7 separate regions of the Mus musculus genome follow, and all the other regions are linked to region 5. The links are chromatin contacts, called in public Hi-C, HiChIP or PLAC-seq, Micro-C and promoter capture Hi-C maps. All regions are on one chromosome and are shown on one strand. Each heading gives the region's core, a stretch centred on a gene start, on an enhancer-like site or on the middle of the called end of the contact. The rest is flanking DNA. Distances are from core to core; before and after follow the strand shown. Region 1 holds the start of Rcbtb1 (regulator of chromosome condensation (RCC1) and BTB (POZ) domain containing protein 1). Region 2 overlaps Atp8a2 (ATPase, aminophospholipid transporter-like, class I, type 8A, member 2). Region 3 holds the start of 4930563I02Rik (RIKEN cDNA 4930563I02 gene). Region 4 overlaps Atp8a2 (ATPase, aminophospholipid transporter-like, class I, type 8A, member 2). Region 5 holds the start of Shisa2 (shisa family member 2). Region 6 has its middle 33 kb from the start of Gm41164. Region 7 overlaps Atp8a2 (ATPase, aminophospholipid transporter-like, class I, type 8A, member 2).

Region 1 (3,547 bases), core at 238-2,737, 420 kb after region 5:
CCAAAGTATATAGAACTCACACTCTAAAATATAAGATGTTTTCTCTAGGTGTAAAATTACAGATTATGTACATTCTTCTTTATATTTATTTATATTTTCTAAATTTTTCTTCACTCTTAGCTTGTAAATGTTTTGCTTGTTATCAAGACAGGATTTCTCTGTGTAGCTCTGATGGTCCTGGAACTCGATCTGTAGACTTCTTATAAACCGTATATTGTGGCCTAGATATACTTGAAAACTTGAAATTTTTCGTCTATATTGTGAGCCAAATTACATAGTAGATTAATTAACTGACATGTTAGGAAATCTATTCTAGTTAAAGTCCAGCAGTTTTTATCACATCTCTGGATACATATAAGGTAATGTACTGTCTTAAAATTTTTTAACTATAGATCCTAGTTAAGAAAGAAAATGTATTTCAATGTCTTGTCAGGCCTGTAAACGCATGAAGGCCCAACCTTTGTTTCATATGCTTCCTTTTAAGTACCAAATGCAGAAAGAGCAATTCAATTGCATGACTCTCGGATAAAGACCCCAGACTTCTCACTTTCTGGTACACACAGGCACTCAGTTTAAAACCTTAGAACACAAAATTTAAGCTACGAGCTTCATAGCTTTGGTTTCCTGTATATGTTCTGAGATTCGTAGAACTTAACACTTCGGATCATAAGACTTAAAAATCACAGAAGAAACACTTCAAAGATTAACGCATCACTTCCTCTTCAATAGGCACAAAGAGGGGGAAAGGAAAAAAAAAAAAAAAAACCCGCCCCGAAGTACTGGTATTCACACAATGGAGTAAAACCCAGGCCACAGAAGAAGAGAACCTAAATCCTGTTGTGATTTAAATTGAAGTCAAAATTTAAAAGACACTCTAAACTCCCGTAAGGGTCCCGTAAGCATCATCTCATGCCTGCCAGCATTTCTTGCTTTTGATGCTACGCCCGCTACAGCGCACGCCAGTCTCAGAAACTCCGATTGTTTTGCCCACCACGAGCTTTAATCCTCGTAGCAGTAACGGGGCAGAGGCGAGGGAGACTATGAATGTTTCTAAAAGCAAGCTGTATTGTCTTATAAAACTGCAACCCTCGGCTTCGGCGCTCTGCAGCAGTCAGCCTCCCACCGCTAACCTGCGTGCTCCGGGTTCCTCCCCCGCAGGGCGGACAGCGCAGCTCCTCAGAGGCAGGCCGCGGGCAACGCCACGTACTCGGCTCGCCGCACACCTGGGGGAAGCGCCCGCAAGACGGAATCCGCGGGTGCCCGGTGCGGGGTGCGCGTCGCCGGGGAGTCGCGAACGCGCCTGGTGCGCACGGCCCTCGGGAGGGCGCGGACTCAGCAGCCAGCGGCCGAACAAGGCCCTGTCCGGCTCGCCTGCTCGCTCGCCCGCACCGCCGCCCTGCAGCGCTCTACCTGTCAGGCCGCCCGGCCAGGCCCTGACTCCGCTGCGCCGCCGCCGCCTTAGCCGTAGCCGGCTCCTCCCCCCCAAAACCGGGAGCGAGCACAAGCGCCCGGGCCGCCGGTCACGTGGGCGGGTCGCGTCACGTGACACCGGAGCGCCCCGCGCAGCGCGCGCCCTCTGTCTGCTCAGGTTCCCGCTCGGGTTTGGTTGTAGACCGGGCTGCTGGCGCAGCGCAGGGGCGCCGTAGTGGCTCCCGCGAGGACCGGAAGGCGAAGGCGTCCCAGGATGGCAGCAGAGCGTGGCCTTCCTCCCGCTCCGCCCATCCCAGGCCGCTGGTCTTCAGGACACGTGTCTCTGCCCGGTCCGAGGAAGGCCAGGACGCCTAGGTCAGGAGGGCAGAGGCAAGGCTGCTGAAAGCTCTCTCTCTGCCCAGAACTTTTCTTGTGTTAAGCGGGTACAACTGAGGTCCGGAAGGGAGCGGCCGCTTTGTGCTTTGTGCTTTGTGCGTCTATCAGAAGAAGCTTATCAGTTGTAAAGTCCCCTACCGCCCTAGGCTCTCCCATTTGGCACTAGAGACCAAAGTCTACACTTGGCACCCCAACATTCAAGCTATCTTGTTTAGACTCACCTTTCCCTTTTCAGGTCCCAGCGGTAAATACAAATCCCCTTTGTTTTCTGTTTACCACTAAGCAGATGCGGTCCAAAAACCTTTCTGTCAGCACATAGTAACTACAACGTGCTTCCCCCCTATAGAGAATTCTTGTTTCTCTTGAGTACTTTCGGTGGATTACATTTTTAAATATATATATATATACCTTAAATTGCTGTAGGCCTCTCAGGGTTTGTTCATTCTTTTGCCTTGATCTCAAATGTTCAGAATCACCATTTCCTTTCTCAAAGAAAAAACAGGAGGAAGAGGTTAAAAACAGATTTTACTTAGAAATTATTGCAATATAGAAATTGAGCCCTATTTTATACCCTAATGTTTCTTTCTGTTGTACTAGTCCCTGGGTAAAATCTGTTTTTACCAGTTTAATGACTCTGGCTCTGGTTTTTTTTTTTTTTTTCCTAACATTTCCCAAAATATTCATCGGTCTCTCATCTTTCAAAATTGAGGTCAGACACCATCTATTCTTCTTGCAGACTTAACATCTTCAGTTGTTGTAAAAGTTCATTGAGACAGCCTCAGCTACAACTACTCCTCTAGTTATAATACTACATACTCAAAACAGAAAATTCACAATGCAGGTAAATGTATTACTCTGCATCTAAGAGATTAAGTATCTATTGTTACCTGATCTCACATATTATGAACTCTTCATAACAGGGCTATATGGTCTTACTACAATAACTGAGAACTGACTAGACTCTCACTATCAGCCAATGGAAGAGCAACACCAAAAATATGGAAATTTGGTAGACTTGAGGGAGGATAGAAATGGAAAATTATGGGAACATAGGGAAGAAAGGAGTCCCTTACCACAGAGTCTTTCTGAAGCGTTTTGCAGCTGCAAATAGAGTACAATTAATGTTTGTGCTGAAGGTTGCCTACAGAGAGACAGTATTCCTTTTTTATGGAAATATTTTCTAGTAAGAAGGTTAGAATACCAATGAACTATAAGGTCTGAGTGTATCTGTCCTTAGAACACCACCTTACTTCTATCCCAGATGTTTTGTAGGATTCTTAAATGATAATCTTTCTGTGTGTCTCTGTCTGGTCTCTCTTTTGTCTCTCTCTGTCTCTCTGGTGAGACAGACTGTGTGTGTGTGTGTGTGTGTGTGTGTGTGTGTGTGTGTGTGAGAGAGAGAGAGAGAGAGAGAGAGAGAGAGAGAGGGAGAGACAGCACATGCAAATGTAGATGCATGCAGACTATGTGTGTGTGTGTGTGTGTGTGTGTGTGTGTGTGTGTGTGTACAAGCAAATGTAGATGCAGGCAGATTTCATTCGCAGTGAAATATTAACCTCTGTAAACATTGAAAACATCCACCTTCCCCACACATCCTTGTGATCTAGATCTTGTTTTTTACCTCTCAGCTGTAATTCTATCCACTGTAGCCCCATTTAATCTTCCTTAGGAGCCCTTGGAGATGCAACTTCAGAAGCCACCGACATCCATTATATACAACTATAACAAATTCAAAATATGG
Region 2 (3,509 bases), core at 421-2,920, 340 kb before region 5:
ATGTTTAATAGCAATGTAGTATCTATTGGGAAATTGACAAGAATAGTTTTGAAATGGTCTTAAAACACAGAAAAATAAATATATGAGGGATCTGGTTGCATGTATTAACCTGCCTTAGTCATTCCACAACATGTATTATCTCAGAGCATCACACAGAGCCCTAAACTTAATTTCCACAAAAGAAATACTTTTGGAAAATTACCAGGAGTTGAAAGTTCATGGGCTGCTGACCAGATGTCACCTGATTGCAATATACGTTGGAATACAGGCTCTTCTTTCTCATGGGGTCTTATTTTTAAGCTTTTCAACAAAGGAAAGATCTCACAGGCTGGGTTCCATTTCTGCGTCTCAAAGTGACCCCATGCTGTATGACCTGGGACACAGTGCTGAGATGCTGTGCCTTTTTACTGCCTTATAAAATAGGATCCGCAGTGAGCTTCTAGCAGGTTGTGAGGATGGTAGAGGACCAAGTGGGCAGGGCTTAATGAGCACACCACACTGCATGGGGGCATCTCTTACTCCTAAAGCCAGAAATTTACAATTTTAAAGACATGTGCCTTCCATAAACTTACTAACACTTAAGTTAAGAAGGAGCCAAATAAATCATAGCTTTATGTAGTCGCAGTGACAAAATGCATAAAGCAATTCGTAGGAGGAATACTTACTCTGGTCTGGCTTTGAGTTCATGAAGGGCACTCTAGCTTGCAAGCTGTGCCATGACAAGAAGATATTTCCTCTATTCAGTTAGTTCTCCCTAGAGCAATTTATATCCTGTAGCATATGATATGTGGAAGACAGACTGTCAGGTAGTTACACTCACATTTTTCTGTAGAATCTACTGTGTCCACTTTTGTTATTTGGGGGCACACCTACTGAGTGAGTTAGCACACAGGGTAGCTCACATTTACTTGTGAGAGTGAGCTGTTGATAGATCCAGGCCCAGAAGCACCCATTGCTGTTCTGTGCAGTGTCTGAGCTGCCTGTGGATTGCTTTATCTCTTTCACTGGTCAGATGGTAGCGACGCACCTTTTTTTTTTTTTTTTTTTTTTTTTTTCTGTTTAGTCCGTGTAATTGATAGCACCGTGGTTTCCTGAATGGCAGCCTTGAACTCAGTGAAGCGTTGGGGATCTAATTGAGAGTGGGATATGTCAGGCCACTTGGTCCCAAGCCCACTCGTCTAGATGTGCAAACCGGTGCGTCAGTGAGTCACAGCTGATTGAATTACAGAATGATTATCTCAGCAGACCAGCACTCACTTTTGTCTCTAAAATCCCCTAAGTTATATTACTTGGAAAACAAGGATAAAATAATTAGCAGGCAGATGTTCATCTAGGATTACCTATGTCCAAACCGCAGAAAGGGCCAGGCAGCTCCCTTTGCCATCCAAGTTGGTGGCTGCTTCCTTTACTCTTCGGTAGTGTTTTAGCAAGACTTTATGTAGTCACAGTGACAAAATACACAAAGCAATTCTTAGAAGGAATATTTACTCTGGTCTGGCTTTCAGTTCATGAAATGGCCTGACTGTGTTGTGCTTAGGTCTGTAGGCAAGGCACAAGTGCATTAGAGGAGAAATGCCTGGTGGGAGAAAATGCTTACCCCATGGCAGCCAGGGAACAAAGAATGTCTGTAAGATCTGGCTGCCCACTTACCCTTCCCATTTACTCTGGCACTGCCCACATTTAGGGTGGAGCTTTCCCCTTAGTCAGTCATTTGTGGAAACATCCTCAAGGCACTCCAGAGGTGCTCCACTTATCAAGCCGAACCATTAACATTAATCAGAACAATGGATCAGTCTCCCTGTCGTATTCGCTCTTCTAGATAGTATCATTTGCTTTAGACACCTCCAAATTGAGAACAAAATCCCACAAGCCCAAACCTGTGGCTGGTTCCACACAATTCTCTGCTCTGACCACCCAGAGTGCCCCGGAGCCTGTTGGCTGCCTCACTGCAGTGAGCAGATGAATCTGTCCTGCTTTTGCTAAGTTGACGCCCAGTGACCCGTGGGAGAGGGTGGTGATGTTATCTGTTTGCACGCTTCTTGGTGCGTGTGAAAATGTAAGGTTCCAGAAAGATGTCCCATAGAGAGTAAAAACTTTTAAAGGGAGGTTTCTGGTGAAAACGTGCTAGTGTATGTGAGTAAAAGGCATTTAGTAAGCAGTGTCCCTTAAAAGGCTGTGCGCATTGATGGTCTTTAGTGTCCAGGAATGCTGGTAAGTCACACCAGAGAGATTTGCTGACACAGTTTGATTAGCCTTACAGATAGAAGATGAGGGTGCCTTGAGACCCACTTAGAAAATTTTCTTTCTAGAAGCTATCGATTGCACTGATTACAATCACAGCAGGTTTCAGCCTGCTGCCCAAGTCTGGAACTTTAGACTAGTTAAAATCAACAAGCATCCTGCTATCAAGTTTCATTTAATTACACTTCGCTGCCAAGTCCGGCTTTCAAGGCCAACTTCCCTGCCAGGTGCTTTTCAACAGTGCCCAAGCAGAGAAGAACCTGCAAGAGCGCCGTGTGCTGTGGCCAGCATTGCTCTGAGAGCAAATCTCTGATTTATCCCGTGATAAGGCCTCTCTGCACCTCTGGAAGCAGACTGCCTTGCTGCTAACTCGAGGTCGTGGAAGCAAGTCCAGCCCAGTCAGCTTTCCCCCAAAGGAATAGAGAAGCATTTTAGGCCTTTATCAGGAAGGTATGTTCCGGGAAAGAGCAACCTTAGCTTTTACTTCCCTAGGTCACTTTCCTAGCAAGCATGCGAGGACCCTCAGCCCAGGTATCTCATACCCTTTGCAAACAGGCAGCCTCTGCTTGCCAGCTTATTGCATTAGCGAATTAACGGTGCTGCAGAGACTAGCTCAGAAGTCGGTTTGGCAGCTGTGCCTTTGGGGAAATTCAGGGGAGAGTGACCTTCCATTTCTAATAAGCATGCTATTATACCAAGAATTGAATTACGGAGAGCCTCGTTACTCTCTCGAATTTGCTGTTAGCCTCTTCCCCCATTTTACTTCTATCAAACTCTACTGAATGGACCCCAGTTGTTCTTAGTAGGATACCGTGAGCAAGGAGCTCAAAGTCTTTCTTGTCAAGCCCATTACTTTGAAAGACTTTGACTCTTGTAAATGTTAGAATTTGTAAAACGTCGTCTCTGAAGTCTGTTTCTTTCTCCCTTAAGTTAAATGGAATAAGACAACCCATTGTCCACTCACTCTTTGCTAGAATGGCATGCTTGAGTTTTCTTCCTTAGAGCAAAACAAGTCACCTTCTTGAAACTTCTTTGTAACTCTAAAATTCACATGGAATCTTAATGGATCAGAAATCCCCATGATAAATTCTGTAACAGAAGACCTGAGAAGAGGATGCAACCCATCACTTGGTGGAAAACACCCAGTTCGAAAACAGTACGGGGCTGGGGCTGATGGGTGGCAGATACCCAGAAGGCAGTGGAGAGGCAGCTAGCCGGCAAGCTGGGTCTACTTTAATATCAAACAACACTTCCAAATAAGATAAAAC
Region 3 (3,303 bases), core at 631-3,130, 460 kb before region 5:
TCATGTGCCAGGCTGTGGGGCTCTGGGATTCTAGTTCAGGTAACTGTTGTAGACAAAACAGATCTCTGGTGTCCTGGAACTTGGGCTGTTGGATATGGGGAAACATCACAAATAGTGTCAGGTGATGGCAGTGAATGCTGAGGTGGAAAACGAAACTCGTCAAGTGGCAGAGAGGAAAAAAAAAAAACCCTATTCTTTTATACAGGCTATTCACAAACGTATCTCCATTTGTCCAAAAGTAGGAGGTGCATTAAAATGTAGACTGGGTTGGAAATATGGTTTAGTGGAGGGGTACTGAAAGGCCCGGGGCTCTATTCCTAGCCTACTGAAAGAAAATAAATGAGACAAAGCCCAGTCTTCCTAGATTAAAACCCAGGAAGCAGAGCTGATGGGGTAGCCAATATGGAAGTAGACATGGCTTCCTGCTGCCCTTTCTCTTTAATGGGAGGACTTGGCATTGTCTCCTGGCTAGGGTAGACACTAGAAAGTAGGGGGTGAAGGTGGAAGAGGTGAGGGGTTGCTCCTATAGTAAGAGATAGCCTGGGTGTGGTGCACTCATTGAAGAAGGAGCAGACATATCCAGGGTTCCATCCCATGATCAGCTTCCAAACACTGACACCATTGCATATACTAGCAAGATTTTACTGAAAGGACCCAGATATAGCTGTCTCTTGTGAGACTATGCCGGGGCCTAGCAAACACAGAAGTGGATGCTCACAGTCAGCTATTGGATGGATCACAGGGCCCCCAATGGAGGAGCTAGAGAAAGTACCCAAGGAGCTAAAGGGATCTGCAACCCTATAGGTAGAACAACATTATGAACTAACCAGTACCCCCCCCCCCAGAGCTCGTGTCTCTAGCTGCATATGTATCAAAAGATGGCCTAGTCAGCCATCACTGGAAAGAGAGGCCCATTGGACTTGCAAACTTTATATGCCCCAGTACAGGGGAACACCAGGGCCAAAAAGTGGGAGTGGGTGGGTAGGGGAGTGGGTGGGAAGGTATGGGGGACTTTTGGGATAGCATTGGAAATGCAAATGAGGAAAATACCTAATAAAAGGTATTAAAAAAAAAGAAGGAGGAGAGAAAAGGACTGTATCTGGCTTGTTACCATGGCCCCGGTGTGTGGTCTGGATGCTGGCCGACTCCAGGCTTACTACTTCTTCACTGGTCTGCATAGTATGTCCACTTGAGATACTCAGTTCGCCTCTCAGATTCTGCTTTCTCCTGCTGGGGATTACAATCCTTGTAGTCAAGTTAAGATGATTGAAACACAAGTGTAGTTTTCCAGATTTTCTTCATGTCAGCAAACAGATATATCTGTAGCTAGCAAATGGGAGTTGACTCCCGTAAGATTCAAGTTTTGCAAATGGTGTGTAGTATACACCTTTTTGATAGAGAAGATGAAGCGTTAGTTGGATGAATAGTTAAGGAAAACAAGGTTCCACTTGCAGAGCTTTGATTCTCCCTAAAGGTTACTTCTCAAGGTGGGCTGCCTTTTCCCAGAGGGGATGCTGGGTTGAGCTTCTCTCTCTCTCTCTCTGTGTGTGTGTGTGTGTGTACACACGTGAGCACACAGTGTAGTATATACTTCTGCATACACCTAAGAAAACTGCTGGGGAGTTAAGCCCGCTCAAAGGCTTCTAAATAAAGCTTGCTGTCAGTTTTATAGAACTGGGAGGCAGGGAAGCTTGTGTAGGAGCCACAGGAACTACTTAAGAAGGAACTGGGAGCTCACATGCTGGACCAGAGCTGGAGATGAAGTTGCTCTTTTGAGGTGATCTGGCTTATTTATGGACACCAGCAGAAGAGCTCGTGCAGGATCGCAGTGGGAGACAAGCTCTGTCCACCTGGTGCGGGACTGATTTCACAGTGGAAGTACTTTCAGCAGTGATGACTTCACTTGTGGTATCTCGCTAGGGTTGTTTGTCTCATTGTGACTAAACATTGTCAAAGGATTCTAGAAAAACCAGGTTCCGAGTGCAAGGACAAGGCGTGGCCTCGGCTAAGTGGAGGTCTTCTGGCTTTGCTACTGACTCCCTTAGCCTCCTCTCCAATCTCAGGCAGACTAAAGCAGCCCTCCTGCCATTGCCCCTGGGCCAACCTGGCAAGCGCGGGTACCACAAGCTACCCGTGCAGCCAGCTCCATCCCCATCTCGCTCTGGGCTGCCAGACTCCCAGGAGCACTGGGGTCGGGCAAGATGGGGTTACCTTGGGTCCACCCGGCCTCCTGAAGGTCCAGGGCAGCGTGAGGTCTCTGGTAAATCCAGAGCTAGAGAAGCCTGGGAACCTTCGCCACGAATCCAGGTTGGGATGAGGCTTGGGGAGGGGGGGTGGGGGGGGAGGGGCGGGGCCTCACAGGTCCACGGCGGGGCGGGGCCCAGGAGGTGGAGCCTATTTACAGGTCGGGGTGGGGCGTCTCGAGTCCCAAAGGGGTGGGGCCTCACAGGTTCAGGGCGGGGCTGAGTGGGGCGGGGCCTGCCGCTGCGGCGGCGGCTGTGGCTACGGTCTAGTCTCCAGGGGCAGGCTAGGTGCATAGGCGGCCCCAGTCTCTCCAGAGCATCCTTCGCGGCTGGTCCCCGCTTGCAGCCTGCTCGCAGCCTCGGGCCTGGAGGCTGATTTCTTTGTGTTTTGTTTTCCCCGCGCCTCGATTCTGCAGGACCCGTTCGTTCTTCTGCGGGCTACAAGAAGGCAGAGGATGAGATGTCCCGGGCCACGTCTGTTGGAGACCAGCTAGAGGCACCGGCCCGCATAATTTACCTCAACCAATCTCATCTCAACAAATTCTGCGACAACCGGATCAGGTAGGAGAACAGGCAGCCGGGTGAAGCTCAATGCTCACATTCACGGGATGGCTTTTCCATCACCCGGGCGGCCCTCAGTTCACTTGCTTTCCCCAGCACTTTGCATCTCTGCCTCCTGCACCCACTTTGAGCCCAGAGGTCCACACCCAGCGCCCAGTGGGCCATGTGAACACAGATGCTGCCTTCTCCTATGCAGAGCTGTGCCCAGCCAATCTGTGGGCCTTATGGAAGTTCTTCTAATGCCACCGATAAAAGTGAAGGTGTCCTCTCACCCCTTACTGCCTTCCAAGAATCTCCATAGTCTCCCTGAAACCTCAATGATGGTTCTCTTTGTCACAGCTCTCTTGAGTAGTTTGCAGAACATCTGTGGGGAAGTGCTTTATAAGGGAATGAATGTGAGTCTCACAGGCTACAGGGACTCACATTTATTTCCCAGTGATCCACTGCATTTGCTAAGGGTCTTCTCATTTGCTAGGAAGTCTTGCCCAGAGTCAGCAGA
Region 4 (3,515 bases), core at 69-2,568, 300 kb before region 5:
CGACTCTGTCCCATAACTGCCCTTCTGCCATGAAATGTCACAGCGTGGAGGCTTGTTAACAAATTCTGTCTTCCTCATCTGAGACTTCGAGCCTCTATCACCAGTAGCCAATGCATGTATGTTAATTATAGACTAAGGTATGCTGTGTTTACATCACAGAACAGACCAATACTATGACTTTCTCCCATGCGCTGTGCAGGCATGTGTAGCTGAGTTCTTCATGCTCTCCCATAAGGTCTCTTCCAAACCTTAAACATGGCACCAGTATCGCTCTTCCAGTCACTGTGGTCTTGCGGTGCTGTGGTTGTTTCATCCAAGTGTCTATGGTGACAGGAACCTGATACAATACTCACCACCTCAGCAGCTACCTTGTGGTTTAGTCTGTCTCTCCTACTAAAGCAAACCCACCAAGAGCCCTGAGGCTAGAACAGGCATTTTCTTCACGGCTCTGCGGGCTTGGAAGTCAAGATCAAGATAAGATGTTGGTTTACAAATGGTTCTCATCTTGCTGTGTCCTGCATATGATGGGGAGGAGGAAAAAGGAGAAGGAAAAGAGAGGGGGAGGAGGAGAGAGGATGTATTAGTTAGGGTTTTACTGCTGTGAACAGACACCATGACTACGGCAAGTCTTAATAAAACAACATTTAATTGGGGCTGGCTTACAGATTCAGAGGTTCAGTCCATTATCATCAAGGTGGGTGCATGTCAGTATCCAGGCAGGCATGGCCCAGGTAGAGCTGAGAGTTCTACGTCTTCATCCAAAGGCTGCTAGTGGAAGACTGACTTCCAGGCAACTAGGGTGAGGATCTTATACCCACACCCACAGTGACACACCCATTCCAACCAGGTCACACCTATTCCAACAAGGCCACACCTTCAAATGGTGCCACTCCCTGATCCAAGGATATACAAACCATCACAGAGACAAGAGAGGGGAGGGGAGAGAAGAGATGGGAAGGAGAGGGAGGGAAGGGGAGGGGAGGGGAGGGGAGAGAACTCAAGCATGCTTAGGTTTATTTATTACCTCACACTAACCCCATCACAGGGACTCCCTGAAGCTCTGCTTGCTAACAGGGCTTTGGTTTAGTAATTTGGAAGTATTCGGGCAACACCTTTTATAGTTAAGACTTGGGAAGAGACTCTCAGAAAGAGTGGATGTGAGTGCCCCCTCTGTTCCAGGGCCTCTGTTGCTGTGGAAATCCCGGAACCTTTTCAGGTCTTTCTTTTGCTTGCGTGCACCTCCAAGAATCTTAGCTTGCCCAGGCACCGTGGCTTAGTCTGATTTCTGCTCTGTAGCAGAATATCCAGGCTGAGTGGTTTGTGAACAAAAGAAATGTATTTGACTCATTGTTGCATGGGCTGGGAAGTTCTGGTTTAAGGGCCACATCTGGCAAAGGTCTTTGTCTTAGTTAGCATTTCTATTGCTGTGATAAAACACCAGGACCAAATGCAACTTGAGGAGGAATGGGGTTCCTTCCGCTTACAGCTCTCATGTCACACTGCATCATCAAGAGAAGTCAGGACAGGAATTCAGAGCAGGAACCTGGAGGCAGAAACTGAAGCAGAAGGCATGGGGAGTGCCTCGTAGCTTGTTCAGCCTGCTTTCTTACAGCATCCAGGACTACCAGCCCACAGGTGGCACAGCTGGCAGTGAGCTCTGTGGTCACACAATCATCAATGAAGGGAAGACCCCACAGGCTTAATCACAGGCCCACCTGGCAGGGGCCAATCAGTTTTCTCAACTGAGAGTCTCTGTATCCAAATGTATCAAGTTGCAAAAGTAGCCTGCACAGTCTTCCTGCTCTGTCTTCCTTATTAGAAGAGCAAGAGTGAAGGAGACAGCTGCTTAAAAAAAAAAATCCACCCTGGCAATACTTCTGTCAATTCATTCTGGGGACAGTGACCTGATGACCCTTATTAAGTCTCACTTTTCAATACTGCCATATTGAGATGAAGTTTCCACATGAACTTTGGGGACATGTTCGGTCCATAGTATCGCCCTTCCGTCCTTTAACTTCCCACTGCTCATTCTTATTTTGAAAACATCCTCCTAATTCTGGCCCCAAAGCACGCCCCCTCCCCCACCCCCACCCCCACCCCCACCCAGGCTGATAGGCATTCTGCAGCCAAAGCTGAGGTCTCTACCTGTGATGACAAATGGCTATTGGTGTATAGTCTATCCTCATGCATAGTCTCGAAACAGCCTAAACAGGAAAGCTGGCCTCCCTAATCCCCCCCCCCCCCCATGTCTCTATGCTATGACCTCTTCTGAAAACTATGATCTCTGTGTCTCAGGGAACTTAAACCATCAGCTTTTTCCTTTTCATGACAAAGCCTACCCGTGGGCACCCCCTGCCTGGGATAGAAGGCACTGAGCTAGACTGCGGTCTGAGGTAGCAACAGGACCAGATCACGTGCCTTCAGTGTTGTGGTCTCAGGAGAGTTTCCTGTCCTGCATGAGTAGATGCCTGGCAGAATTGCCCTGTCTTGGCGAAGAGGGAAAGCTTTTCTTCTTCTGTCCACCCAATTGCTAAAGGTCAGGTTGCTCCATAGATAAATAAAGTTGCTTCTAAGGTGCTTGTTTGCCACTCAGAATGATAGAGCTAAGGGTGAATGAAATGCATACTGTTTCTATTTTCTTTTTCTTTCTTTTTTTATTAGATATTTTCTTCATTTACATTTCAAATGCTATCCCAAAATTCCCCTATACCCTATACCCTCTGCCCTGCTCCCCTACCCACTCACTCCAACTTCTTGGCCCTGGCGTTCCCCTGTACTGGGGCATATAAAGTTTGCTAGACCAAGGGCCTCTCTTCCCAATGATGGCCGACTAGGCCATCTTCTGATACATATGCAGCTAGAGTCAACAGCTCCGGGGTACTGGTTAGTTCATATTGTTGTTCCACCTATAGGGTTGCAGACCCCTTCAGCTCCTTGGGTACTTTCTCTAGCTCCTCCATTGGGGGCCCTGTGTTCCATCATATAGATGACTGTGAACATCTACTTCTGTATTTGCCAGGCACTGGCAAAGCCTCAAAAGAGACAGCTATATCAGGGTCCTGTCATCAAAATCTTGCTGGCACATGCAATAGTGTCTGCATTTGGTGGCTGATTATGGGATGGACCCCTGGGTGGGGCAGTCTTCCAACATCAAAGTAAATGGAGAGAAGTTGGAAGTAATCCCACTAAAATCAGGGACTAGACAAGGTTGCCCACTTTCTCCCTACCTATTCAACATAGTACTTGAAGTCCTAGCCAGAGCAATTCAACAACAAAAGGAGATCAAGGGGATACAAATTGGAAAGGAAGAAGTCAAAATATCACTTTTTGCAGATGATATGGTAGTATATACAAGTGACCCTAAAAATTCCACCAGAGAACTCCTAAGCCTGATAAACAGCTTCAATACAGTAGCTGGATATAAAATTAACTCAAACAAATCAATGGCCTTTCTCTACACAAAGGATAAATAGGATGAGAAAGAAATTAGGGAAACAACACCCTTCACAATAGTC
Region 5 (3,338 bases), core at 786-3,285:
TCTCCAGAACGACCCTCAGTTCTCCTCCTTTCAGACTGAAGTCAGTGCAACAGCAGCAGGAAGAGCAAACTAAGAAAACGCTTAACTGCACTGCAAAGAGCTGCTGGGCTGGAGACTGCTCTATAAAGCAGAAACCACCTGTGCCAAAGCGCAGGCAGCTCCAAACCTATGTATGTGCCTGTAGCACTCATTCACACACACACACACACACACACACACACACACACACACACACACACACACGCACAGAGAGAGACTCAATTTGGCAGCCTCTCCTTAAGGAAATGCCATCTACTAAATTATTTGACAGGCTTACTTTCAAAATCTGGCTTTGTCTATTAAGAAATAGTCAAAAGTCTCAATGAGCAAAGTTGGGCTCCGTTCCAGTGGCACGTCTATCAAGTCAGCCTAAGGAGGCCAATCCAGATTCCCAGAGGCCTAGGTGGTCACAGGGAGCTGTGCACTGGCTCCTGCGGGAGAGAAGGGATCCCTGAGATGTGAAAAGGTGCGTCACCCACGGGAAGTCGTCTGCTGTCCCCCAGAACTGCCCTCCGTCTGAGGACCCTTGGAGGAGAACCCTGGACAAGCCTTCTCCAGAGGGGTGCACCCTTGTCATTTTCTTGACTATTCCCAAGATTAAGCCCAGTGGAAATGGGACGAAGGGAAAGGAAGGCACGGACCATGAACAGAAGCAACGTGTTTTTTCTCGAGGTTTTTTGCCCCACTTCATACAAAGTTAATGAGTAGGGGAAACAAAACAAAACAAAAACAAAAACAACCCCCAAACAAAAACAAAAAACTCAGGTTTCTGCTCCCCGGCCCTTTCCTAAAATCTCCAGGCTTCCTGGTCCTTCTTGCCCAGGCAAAGCAACCGCCCTCCCGCTCCCTCTTTGCACCTGGCTGCTGCTCGCCTACCTGCCGAGCTGTCTGGGCCTTCTCGGTCTGTCCGGCCAGGCTCCCCTACGCCCTGCTGGCGGTCGTTGTCGCAGCCGCCCTGGTCTAGGCGCGCCTCGGCGCTGGAGCAGCAGTAGCGCAGCGCGCAGCTGCCGCAGCAGATGGTGGCGTCGCCGCCGTCGAAGCGCTCGGGGCACTGGAAGCCGATGCGCCAGACGCCCTGCGCGTCCAGCCAGCCGTGGCAGTACTCGCCGCTGGCCCGCGCCCCCGCCGCCAGCAGCGCGGCCAGCAGCAGCTGCAGCAGCGACGCGCGGTGCCTGGAAGAGGTGGAAGGTGAGCAGCGTCCGCCCCACATGGCACTGCCCTGGGCACCGGTGATGTCTCTAGAGGTCACAGATCTCCCCCAAGAAGTTATGGTTCGGCGATCCCTGGGGCTTTCCGTGAGGAACACTCCCCTCTGAGGCGAAGCCCAGGCTGCAGAGCCAGGGTCTAAGTCATCCCTCCTTGCGAGTGACCACGTCCCTGCTAGGTTCGGCCTTCACAGGGGCATCACAGAAGAAACGTTTCTGAAAGCTTGGCTTGTGATCCGACCTTCTTTGGGCATCCTCGAGGGGACGCCTCGCTGCCGACCAGGAGCCAGGCCGCGGCTGGAGCGTTTCAGCATCAGAGTCCGGAGCTGGTGGCTGCTTTCCCCCTCTATTCACTTCCCCTGCGAGAAGCAGCGAAGGAGGCGGGCAGTGCGCGCAGTGCTCCCGGCGGCAAGTGCAGCAGCGGCCGGCTGCGCTCTGCCTCCGCCACTCTGTGCTCGGTCCTCATGGCTCCGGCCACCGCTCGGGACGCTGCGAGTGCCCGCACCTCCCCTGCAGTCCCGGAGCCCGCCCGGCTGGCGGCGGCCGCGCGGCTGCTGTTGGGCGCCGGGCCAGCGGGCTGCCCTCCCCGGCTCCTACTGCAGCCCGCGTCTGGTCTCCTTTCTCCCTGTCGCTGGTGCGCCCCCGGCAGTGCGCTCCGGTGGGAGCCGCCCACGGAAGTTTCAGTCCCTCGGGCTATGGGAGCAGAGGAGCGCGCGGACACCCCACGCTCGCCTGGCAAGGCTGCGAGCCAGCTCCGACTGCCCGGCTGCGCACCGCGCTCCTCACTTAAAGAGGGGCTGGAGGCTCCCCTGCGCGCATGCGTGCCGAGAGGGCTTTCCCTCCGCCAGGGGACACTCGTAGCCCTTCACTTTCCTTCACCAAAGGTGTGGCAGTGGCCAGGCAGCGGTGCGGGTGAACAGAACAGACAAGTGGGAAAACACGTTTTAAGTCAGCCACGCCTTGGAAGCCAGTTAAAACAAGGATAGCAGAAGTAAGTTTAGTGCGGATCTTCGACGTCCAACATTCCGAGTTACTCTGACAACTCTCCAAAGAATAATTCTTACTTTCCATGTTACAGAGGACTCAGTCATCACTCAGATAGACTTGTCTTGCTCAGCTTTCAACCTCCAGGCCCAGGACGAACACAAACCCTATCTGAGCTGTGGTGCCTGGCCTCCCGGTGCCATGGCACTGCACAGTAAAGAGGTCAGCAAGAAAGTCAATAGGGTCACTGACTAAATTAACTATATTATTTTATTAGTTTTCTTTTCCCCTCCCTAATTTGGTGTGGTGATTGTTGGCGTCCGGCAGAAAGGTGCCTCCGTGTGACACTTGACCTCCTTGGCTTAGACAGCTGCAGCCAGGAAGAAGGCAAGGGTTCAGACGCCAGACATTCTGAGAAGAAACGAATAGCTTCACTCTTGAAGCAGCTGAGCAGGTGCTGATGCTATTAAAGTAACGATGAGTATTTTTAAAGGACCTACTGCGTCTTTCTCAGCTGGAGTCATTCCATGTGAATGCTAAACCCAGCCCCTGAAGGAGGAACCATCACGTGTTTCCGGGCTGTTTCTTTGTGTATCTAATGGAGAACTGGCTGTAACAAGAATACAAGGCAATTTTGTCCATAGCAAAGACATTTTTGAGTTAAACCACTGTAGGGCTCTTAGTGCAACCCTTACCTAAAACATTGAGAATTAAGCCTTCCACTCATCCCAGAAAATATTCACAGAGAAAACTCTTCCTTCTGTGCCTGTGCCCAACAAAACACCTTATTCTTGTCATTTAAGGGACCCTTGCACGGAACCCCAGAGCGTGGCCTGGGAAGGAAATGCTTTACCACAGAGCTCCACTCCAGTCTTGAAAAGACATATTTTAAATGCGCCAAACATCAACCCCTATAAGCTAAGAAATGAACAAAACTCCAACATTGAAGAAGCATTCATTTCATAAGCACATTCCGAATCGAGTTCTGGGGATTCACCTTGGCTCCTCGAACCGTTTCCCTCAAGCAGGGTGGTCTCCAACCCACAAACTAACTAGGCCCAACCCTGATTAGCATCAGAGATCAGATGGGTGTGGTCACAAACTCAAGCA
Region 6 (3,345 bases), core at 115-2,614, 500 kb before region 5:
TTTTACATTTGGACGAGATGAGTGTGGTCATGGAGAAGTGTGGCTGACAGGAAAGGATGCTGAGATGAGTTTGCTGATGGTAATGGATTTGCTGAATTAGCCAGGGCTGTCTGCTTAGATTCCTTGGGAGTTTCTTTTCTTCTGGCTGGCGAAAGGGCGTCTCTCTCACGAGGGTCTTCCTGCTAGGAGGGAAAGGGGCAGGAGAGGTCAGAATGACCTTCCTTGCTTCTCTGGTTTCTCAAGGTTAGGATGCTGCATTTGGGAGTAGCACAGCGTGAACCCTGTCTGCTAGCTTAGATGCTGTCTTGAGGACCATGAAGCATCCTCTGTATATGCAGTGCACAGTGTTCCTACCTTCGCATTATCATTGTGGGAGGCACTGCGTAACAACAGCTGAAGTGCTTTATCCTGGCTGTTGATTTTAGCCCTGCTTTATCTCTGCTCCATGAGAGAGCAGTGGGGTTGAGGACCTGAAGGCAGACTTCCTCTACAGTCTAGGTTTTCTGCTCTACCTGCTGTGGGAGCTCAGAGTTGACAATGTTTCCTTACAGGGCCTTTAAAAGTAGAAACAAAATATGTTATACTTGGCACCTACTAAGTCAGCTGCATGTGTGGCCTTATGTCTCGTGTGCTGCTCAGTTTTCCAGGGTCCTTTGGCTGTGTGTGTTCTGTCACAGAGGGAAGGAACAGGAGGTAAAGCAGGGAGCAGATCACAAACCAGGAGCCAGAGGTTGCAGTAATGCTCAGTGTACCTCCCTCATCACTCAGGCTGTGTGCTGGGTGACAAAAGTGCTGGGATTTTAACAGATAGAGGGCTGGCGAGATGGCTCAGTCCGGAAATGTGTCTGCTGTCAAGCCTGAAGCCCCAGTAATCCTCTAACCTCTACATGTGCCATAGCACAAGCATGTGTATATGTGCACACACACACACACACACACACACACACACACACACACACTTAAAATGAAAAACTTTAAAATCTGTCATGTCACAGACAAGCAGATGGCAGTGCTTGAGAGCCAGCAGCAGCCAGGGGCTTAGTTAGCCATCAACTATAAGGTACTTAGTTCAAACCTCTCTTATTTAGGAAGCATGTTGGATTAGAACTAGAAGATGGGATGGTAGGAAATGGAGCATGGAGCGAGCTGTAATCTGGCAGGAACATCCTGGGATAAGGTGCCAGGGACACGTGCCCTGCATAGGTCCTGGAACTCTGCATTTTCTAACAATCAATAAAGATGATCTTGAATGGAGCAAGGAACTGAGACAGACTGCATAATTCTAGAAGGCATGTGCACTTACGTCATGTTAGCTGGTCTTTGTGGTTCACCGCATCCTAGGCTCAACTGAAGGTTTCTAGATAAACACAGTCACATGCGTATCCTGGAAGATACAGTTTGGGGCATCATTTTGAAATCTGAGTGGGGGACTGTATAGAGTTCACTTTTGAGTTTATTCCTTTCCACATGTCAAAATCATTTGAAGAGCCGAGCAGTGGTGGCGCATGCCTTTAATCCCAGCACTTGGGAGGCAGGGGCAGGTGGATTTCTGAGTTTGAGGCCAGCCTAGTCTACAGAGTGAGTTCCAGGACAGCCAGGGCTACAAAGAGAAACACTGTCTTGGGAAAAAAATCATTTGAAGAAAAAGAGCTTTGATATAGGCAAGCAGGTCGTACAGCTGGACCACATGTGATCAGAAACAGTGAGCTGAGCAAACCCAGAGGGCCTGTGGCTGGGACAGGGGCTGAATAAGGGGTTTCTGTCTCCCTGGATATTGTGTTGAATAGTATTTCTATATCAATGTCACATCTCCAGGATTGTCACATAGCAAAAGGGATGTGCTTGTAGATGAGATCTTACAAACATAAAATTTGGGGTAATAACTAAAGTGGGTCTAATGTTTAATCTATAAAGAGTTATGTTGTAATAAACACAGTCCCATGAAGCCTCAGGAAGTACTTGGGGAAGGCACTGTGGTGGGAGTGGGTGCCAGGGCAGGTGTAACTCCACAACGACCTGAAAGTGCCACCTTCTCTCAGGAAGCTGGGGATCGAAAGGACACGTGTAACTTAGGATTTAAAATGGCACAGCTACAAAAATTCTGTACGTATCCTCTACAAAAGCATATCCATGGGGATAACTACTGGTTTTGATTATGTTTTTCTTCCATTTACAAACTTTAGATTCAATTTCCTGGACTTATGATCTTACCATGAAGTGTAGTATATGCTGGATTGACAAAGAACTCCCCCTTCCCCTGTGTACACATATGTGTATTCGCATGTGCATATAGAGGCTAAAGTTTAATACTTAGGGGCTGCGCCCTTGCTCTTTGAGACAGGCTTACAATTCACCAAGTAGACTTTGCCTCCTGCCTCCACCTCTTCAGCACTGGGATTCCAATCATGGGCCACCTTGCCCAACATTTTAGTCCAGGGAAGCTGGGGATTTTGCACATGGATGCAGGCCCTCATGGGTATGCTACAAGCAATGTTACTGGCTAAGAATCTTTAGAATTCCCCCATTCTTCTAAAAATAAATTAACTATGTGGCAACTTAAAAATTACACAAGCAATACTACACCTTACATGCATGGAACTGGAAACAGCAGAGCAAACAAACAAATAATCACTGGAGGCTGAACAAGTAACTCAGCGGCAGGGAACTTGCCTTGCATGCACAAGACACTGGCTTCCATCTCAGCACAGCAGAAGCCAAACAAGTGAGCAAGCGAAGAGCCTGCAGTGACTCTGAGGGCTGCCGTAGGATGCTCTGGGCATGAAACAAGTGTGTGCAGGCATTTGTTACGGAACGGGTCTCAGAGAGGCAGGATCTTGCTTAAGTTCCTTTTGGGAGTAGCTAAGTAGACTCCTTTTTCTTCTCTTCCTACTCTCTTTCTCCTCCTCTTCCAGCACCTCTTCCTACCCCCTCTTCCTCCTCTTCCTTCCTCCTTTCTCCTCATTGCCCTCCTCTTCCTCTCCTGTCCTCCCTTCCCCCTTTCTCCTCCTCTTAGGTAACCCATTTTTTGTATGATGGAGCACCTAGAACCAATCCTTGTTCTACGTCCTCCTTACCCTACTCTCACGAGTTACAAGTGACAATATGAATACGATTAGAAAGCCATGGATATATATAGGATTCAGCTTCTGGTTTTTAGAGAAGGCAAGAGATGCTGCACCAGTCTGTTTTCTGTTCCTGTGGAGAACTGCTTGAGACTGGGTGGTGTACTAAGGAGGTGAATTAAACTCGGAGTTTTTGAGTTCAAGGCCTAGCTAGAGCTACCTTGGCTGTGTCACCTCTTGGTGGAGAACATCACAACAGCAGGCATCTCCTTTTTAAAAGGCT
Region 7 (3,714 bases), core at 63-2,562, 260 kb before region 5:
AGCAGCCTGTGAGCCGTGAAGCCAGTACGATTACCTGGAAGCACAAAGTCAATTGTAACTTAAGAGGCGTGTCTGCACCAAGAGCTGGCCAGCTTGTTCTACAAAGGGTTGGTTAATAGATAGTTTGGGCTTCCTGTCTATGCAGCCTCCATTTTTTATGTTACTGTGGAGAAGTAGCCATGGAAAGTGTGTGCATGAGTCTGTGTGCCAATAAAACTTTATGAAGTTATTTATAAATATGGATGGTGGACTAGATTTGACCATGGTCTGGATGACTGCCAAAAGACAGGCCACAGTTTATCATAAAATGGCTGAGCAAATGCCATGTGAATGTGTGAACAGAGATCCAGGAGACCAGGCCCAGCAGTTGTGAATGAACACAGAGTGGTAGGGAGAAATTAGCTTAGTGAAACTAATTTCAATTTGACAAGGGGCGAAGTGGGGGGGGGTCACCCTTGGATTTGACTGACAGGAGGGGAGTTTTAGTGGAATGCCAGGAGCAGAAGTTTGAAGACTGACTAGAAAGTAAAGAAGAGATGAAGACAGAAATCTAGATAATGCTTCATGTATGTTGTCCTTCAGAAATAAATACCTAAACTAATATTCAGTTTACTCCCTGCAAGTAAAGAAGGCATCAAAGTTTAAATAGTCGAAAACAGACTCTTGACAAGTCTAAATTGCAAGCCTCCACCAAATCTCACACTCCCTTGTTTGCACCTTATGCTTGAGGTGCTATTGGTGTGTTAATTGGTGCTATCACCTTCTACTCAGACTTCCTGGGTTGTAGCTTGGTGCCTCCCTCTGGCGCATGTGCACACATGTGTGCGCGCGCACACACACAAACACACACACACACACACACACACACACAAAGAGTTCAAAGTATCTCCACAGAGAGTGGTGGAGTAGGTTTGAATCCCAAGATTCCAGGGATTTCACAGACACTAATTATAGGTCGTAATGCCATCTGTCCCCTGCTTTGGTTGGTTACTCAGCCTCTGCCTTCCCTCTCTTTCTATCCCCTTCTGCTAGTATTTGCTGAAGTTTAATCTTTAAGAAGGTTGTAGGGCTCAGGAATTTTGTTACATCCTGTACTCTCATTCTGAGGTCTACCACTGTGGCTTGGACACGTGAATTTAGCCAGTAGCAGATGATAAAAGTATGTAGTGGGGGAGTCGGGGTGGGGGTGGGGAAGATGCGAAGTAAGAAGTAGGAAGGGATTTGTGGTGAAGGGACGGAAGGGGCCTGGATTTGAAGGGCCCACAGATGTGTCTGTGTACCCTAAACACTTCAGTTTTCAGCTGGCTTGCTTCTGCTAGCAGCTTCTCAATTTACATATGCTAGAACTGCAGTCGAAATGGCTGGGATCCGGGCACATGCCACCTGGATCCTTGCCAGAGTTTATTTCCGGCTGACAACTTTTTGGATGTACTACAAGATTTCTACTTGTTTGTTCCTCCTAATGAGGTGGCAAGATAAGCCCGTATGTGCCCCAGCTGTGCACCACAGGGTATCAGAATATGGATTTGCTTTGTAAAAAGGAACGTGAGCCCCATACGGCTCCCAGTGTCTGAAGATAGCGCTGGAAAGTGGACTTGGCAGAAGTAAATTCTCCCTACCTTGTTGGGAAGAACTGGAGTTTGCAAAGTGCGGCAGCAAGGGCTCTTTCCTCTTGAACTGCTGCTGCAGGAAAGAGAGTGGCCACATTCATCTGAGGAGGGGGAAAAAACGGGTTTTCCTTGGGTATCTGCATGATTCCCGTGAGACATAGGTCACAAGGCACACAGGCTGCAACATTGGCCCTGGGTAGCACAGCCTTCATGGGTTCCAAGTCAACGTGGGGATGCAAGAGAGTGCCAGGAAAATATTCCACTTACTCACCACATCCTACCCAACCTCTATAATTTATCATGAATGAGGCTTAAAGACCCGAGGCTCTTGTTTGCAAGGAAGAAGTTCATTTTTTACTATTAACTAGTCATACCAGAGAATAAAGATATATAACAAATACAGCCGATGCCACCCGATATACCGGAACAAGAGCAGTATGGATCAGAGAGGGCTCAAACGAGAGCCTGTGGGTTTTTTTCCTTGAATCACTGAATCGATCGGTGGAAAGGATTTGAGCATGGCACTGGGAAATATAGGTTGAGGTATTTTCTTTTCTTAACAGCAAAATCCCAGGCTGTTGTATTGGAAGATAAAGTCACCTTGGCTTGAAGATGAGTCACAGATGGAAAACAGTGGAGAGACAGCAAATAAAACGAAACATAAAAGGCAGGAGCCCCTTGGGGCTCAACGCTGTGGGGTTTGTGCAATGCATCACACTTCACTTAAGGAGGGATAAACTTCCCACTGATGAGGTTGGCAGATGATTTCCTATTCTTGGGGGAGAGTTCAAGAATCAGTAAGGGCAGAAATATTATAATTATACCTTAAGGAGATCAAAATATAGACAGGAAATGACAAAATGAGGTATGGCTTGGAAAACTCATCCTGATACAGGTGGGAGGAGAAATAACGGAGAATGCAGAGTCTGTGCAAGCAAAAGAAATGTTGCACCAAGATGCTCACAGGGAGCATTCAAAGGATGCATTGAACTGGGATGAGCCGACCAGGAGGCCCACCCAGGCTGCTCACCCCAGCAGAGAAAGCGATTGGGTTCTGCAGGGGGCCAACAGGGACTTTAGAAAGTTATGGGTCGGAAGTACCATGAGTCTGGGACTAGGAGAAGAGGCATGAAGAGGATCTTAGCTGAGATGCTTGTTCCGGGGTTGGTTGTAATGGTGGATGTGAATTAAATGTAGGTAGCAATATGAACAGCTTGGAAATCCAAGACGAAGAAAGGAGAGGTCACTGATGAATATGGTGGTTAGAGTCACTACTTGGGAGATGGATTCTGAGCAGGAATTTAGATCTGGTATGGAAGATGATAAATTCCACCCTGGCTGGTTTGCAGTGGCTCGAGGGATATTTGTAGACGTTTCTGGTGTGTCAGTAAATGCTAAGATCCAACCAGGTGGATCTATAAGCAGAGTTTGATATGCTAGTGTCCACTAGAAGCTTTATTTAGCATTTTATCTCAAAGGGCTAAGAAAATGTGGTAATCTTAGATACTTTGGCCAACAATGCAAGCCGATCATTTAAGGGTTTTTTTTTTTTCTTTTCATGAAATTTCAAGCCATCTTAAACATAGCCAGACTTTGTGAAAATGAAAAATAATGTTTAAAACAAAACCAACAACCTGATTTCTTACATTCAGAGAGTTTTGGTTTGGTTTTATTATTTTGCATGTTATATGCTGGGATTGAATCTAAGGCTGAGCACAGGCTGGGTGGGAGCCCCCACATTATGCTTCATCCTAGCCCCTTAGTTTTATAGGACTTAAAAGCATGTTGACACTCAGCAGACATTTTAGATCATGTAGAAGAAGCAGAGCTTGGCGTGTCTCTTGGATGTCTACTGTAAGGCTGACATCCTTCAGTCTCCTGGATGTGGAACATGGAACAGCATGTAGTGTGAACAGCAGGTCTTCCTGGTCAGCAGAGTTGTAGTTTGGGAGGTGGGAGACCATTTGAAGAGACGGAGCTACAGCAGTCCATCCTTCCCGCCCCCCCCAGCTCCCCATCTGAAGCTTTGCTAACACCATAGTTCAGCACAGTAGGGTGCAATCACATTCAAAGAACTCTATTACAGTATATTATTATAACTAGA

What was found. Promoter capture Hi-C pulls out the DNA fragments that hold promoters and counts their contacts. A called contact is a pair of places that touch in the nucleus more often than the background predicts. HiChIP or PLAC-seq counts read pairs in DNA pulled down with a chosen protein or histone mark.
Region 1: a Micro-C map of embryonic stem cells shows a contact between it and region 5, with 5 times the contacts expected there. The contact joins the promoter of Rcbtb1 here to the promoter of Shisa2 in region 5. A contact is called at or near these places in 2 of 39 promoter capture datasets (the C10 cell line and hematopoietic stem and progenitor cells), 1 of 484 Hi-C or Micro-C datasets (embryonic stem cells) and 1 of 9 other capture datasets (adipose tissue).
Region 2: a contact with region 5 is called in a promoter capture Hi-C map of the HPC-7 cell line. The contact joins the enhancer-like site here to the promoter of Shisa2 in region 5. A contact is called at or near these places in 17 of 39 promoter capture datasets (the 3T3-L1 cell line, 3T3-L1-derived adipocytes, the C10 cell line and 10 more), 1 of 15 datasets of contacts at CTCF or cohesin (large pre-B cells), 8 of 484 Hi-C or Micro-C datasets (B cells, bone marrow-derived macrophages, differentiating embryonic stem cells and 3 more), 11 of 115 datasets of contacts at active chromatin or transcription factors (craniofacial prominence, embryonic basal ganglia, embryonic forebrain and 7 more) and 3 of 9 other capture datasets (adipose tissue, liver and pancreatic islet).
Region 3: an H3K4me3 HiChIP or PLAC-seq map of forebrain shows a contact between it and region 5, with 4 times the contacts expected there. The contact joins the promoter of 4930563I02Rik here to the promoter of Shisa2 in region 5. A contact is called at or near these places in 10 of 39 promoter capture datasets (the C10 cell line, the HPC-7 cell line, cranial neural crest and 5 more), 4 of 484 Hi-C or Micro-C datasets (cortical neurons and embryonic stem cells), 5 of 115 datasets of contacts at active chromatin or transcription factors (astrocytes, embryonic limb bud, embryonic stem cells and 2 more) and 2 of 9 other capture datasets (embryonic stem cells and pancreatic islet).
Region 4: an H3K27ac HiChIP or PLAC-seq map of embryonic stem cells shows a contact between it and region 5, with 6 times the contacts expected there. The contact joins the enhancer-like site here to the promoter of Shisa2 in region 5. A contact is called at or near these places in 18 of 39 promoter capture datasets (the 3T3-L1 cell line, 3T3-L1-derived adipocytes, the C10 cell line and 12 more), 1 of 15 datasets of contacts at CTCF or cohesin (large pre-B cells), 22 of 484 Hi-C or Micro-C datasets (CD4 T cells, the CH12 cell line, the F1.1 cell line and 16 more), 17 of 115 datasets of contacts at active chromatin or transcription factors (craniofacial prominence, embryonic basal ganglia, embryonic forebrain and 8 more) and 5 of 9 other capture datasets (adipose tissue, embryonic stem cells, liver and 2 more).
Region 6: a contact with region 5 is called in a promoter capture Hi-C map of hematopoietic stem and progenitor cells, with 2.6 times the contacts expected there. The contact joins the enhancer-like site here to the promoter of Shisa2 in region 5. A contact is called at or near these places in 18 of 39 promoter capture datasets (the 3T3-L1 cell line, 3T3-L1-derived adipocytes, the C10 cell line and 12 more), 1 of 484 Hi-C or Micro-C datasets (embryonic stem cells), 3 of 115 datasets of contacts at active chromatin or transcription factors (embryonic forebrain, large pre-B cells and stem cell-derived neural progenitor cells) and 2 of 9 other capture datasets (embryonic stem cells and liver).
Region 7: a contact with region 5 is called in a Hi-C map of myocytes, with 3 times the contacts expected there. The contact joins the enhancer-like site here to the promoter of Shisa2 in region 5. A contact is called at or near these places in 10 of 39 promoter capture datasets (the 3T3-L1 cell line, 3T3-L1-derived adipocytes, the C10 cell line and 7 more), 4 of 484 Hi-C or Micro-C datasets (cumulus cells, myocytes, nephron progenitors and 1 more), 14 of 115 datasets of contacts at active chromatin or transcription factors (astrocytes, craniofacial prominence, embryonic basal ganglia and 7 more) and 4 of 9 other capture datasets (adipose tissue, embryonic stem cells, liver and 1 more).

Annotation. Positions count from the first base shown.
Region 1 is chr14:59,199,168-59,202,714 of GRCm38.p6, reverse strand. It overlaps Rcbtb1 (regulator of chromosome condensation (RCC1) and BTB (POZ) domain containing protein 1), which reads right to left and starts at 1,487. Exons shown (of 12, transcript NM_027764.2): 1 at 1,131-1,487.
Region 2 is chr14:59,958,857-59,962,365 of GRCm38.p6, reverse strand. The region is part of intron 23 of Atp8a2 (ATPase, aminophospholipid transporter-like, class I, type 8A, member 2); the gene reads left to right. Among named protein-coding and RNA genes, the nearest start is that of Atp8a2, 130 kb to the left of the region's middle. Within about 2 kb of position 1,670, at least 11 of the 459 cell types and tissues checked have an H3K27ac peak or open chromatin away from gene starts, as enhancers often do. A contact at or near this core is called in the HPC-7 cell line and nephron progenitors, where this site is marked.
Region 3 is chr14:60,086,083-60,089,385 of GRCm38.p6, reverse strand. 4930563I02Rik (RIKEN cDNA 4930563I02 gene) reads right to left here and starts at 1,880. Exons shown (of 3, transcript NR_166718.1): 1 at 1,112-1,880. It overlaps Atp8a2 (ATPase, aminophospholipid transporter-like, class I, type 8A, member 2), which reads left to right and starts at 2,472. Exons shown (of 36, transcript NM_015803.3): 1 at 2,472-2,804. The coding sequence starts at 2,704.
Region 4 is chr14:59,926,859-59,930,373 of GRCm38.p6, reverse strand. All of the region lies in intron 23 of Atp8a2 (ATPase, aminophospholipid transporter-like, class I, type 8A, member 2), which reads left to right. Among named protein-coding and RNA genes, the nearest start is that of Atp8a2, 160 kb to the left of the region's middle. Within about 2 kb of position 1,318, at least 7 of the 459 cell types and tissues checked have an H3K27ac peak or open chromatin away from gene starts, as enhancers often do. A contact at or near this core is called in embryonic stem cells, where this site is marked.
Region 5 is chr14:59,623,978-59,627,315 of GRCm38.p6, reverse strand. It overlaps Shisa2 (shisa family member 2), which reads right to left and starts at 2,035. Exons shown (of 2, transcript NM_145463.5): 1 at 916-2,035. The coding sequence starts at 1,249.
Region 6 is chr14:60,127,705-60,131,049 of GRCm38.p6, reverse strand. No RefSeq gene overlaps it. Among named protein-coding and RNA genes, the nearest start is that of Gm41164, 33 kb to the left of the region's middle. Within about 2 kb of position 1,364, at least 61 of the 459 cell types and tissues checked have an H3K27ac peak or open chromatin away from gene starts, as enhancers often do. A contact at or near this core is called in the HPC-7 cell line and hematopoietic stem and progenitor cells, where this site is marked.
Region 7 is chr14:59,885,324-59,889,037 of GRCm38.p6, reverse strand. The region is part of intron 24 of Atp8a2 (ATPase, aminophospholipid transporter-like, class I, type 8A, member 2); the gene reads left to right. Among named protein-coding and RNA genes, the nearest start is that of Atp8a2, 200 kb to the left of the region's middle. Within about 2 kb of position 1,312, at least 28 of the 459 cell types and tissues checked have an H3K27ac peak or open chromatin away from gene starts, as enhancers often do. A contact at or near this core is called in myocytes, where this site is marked.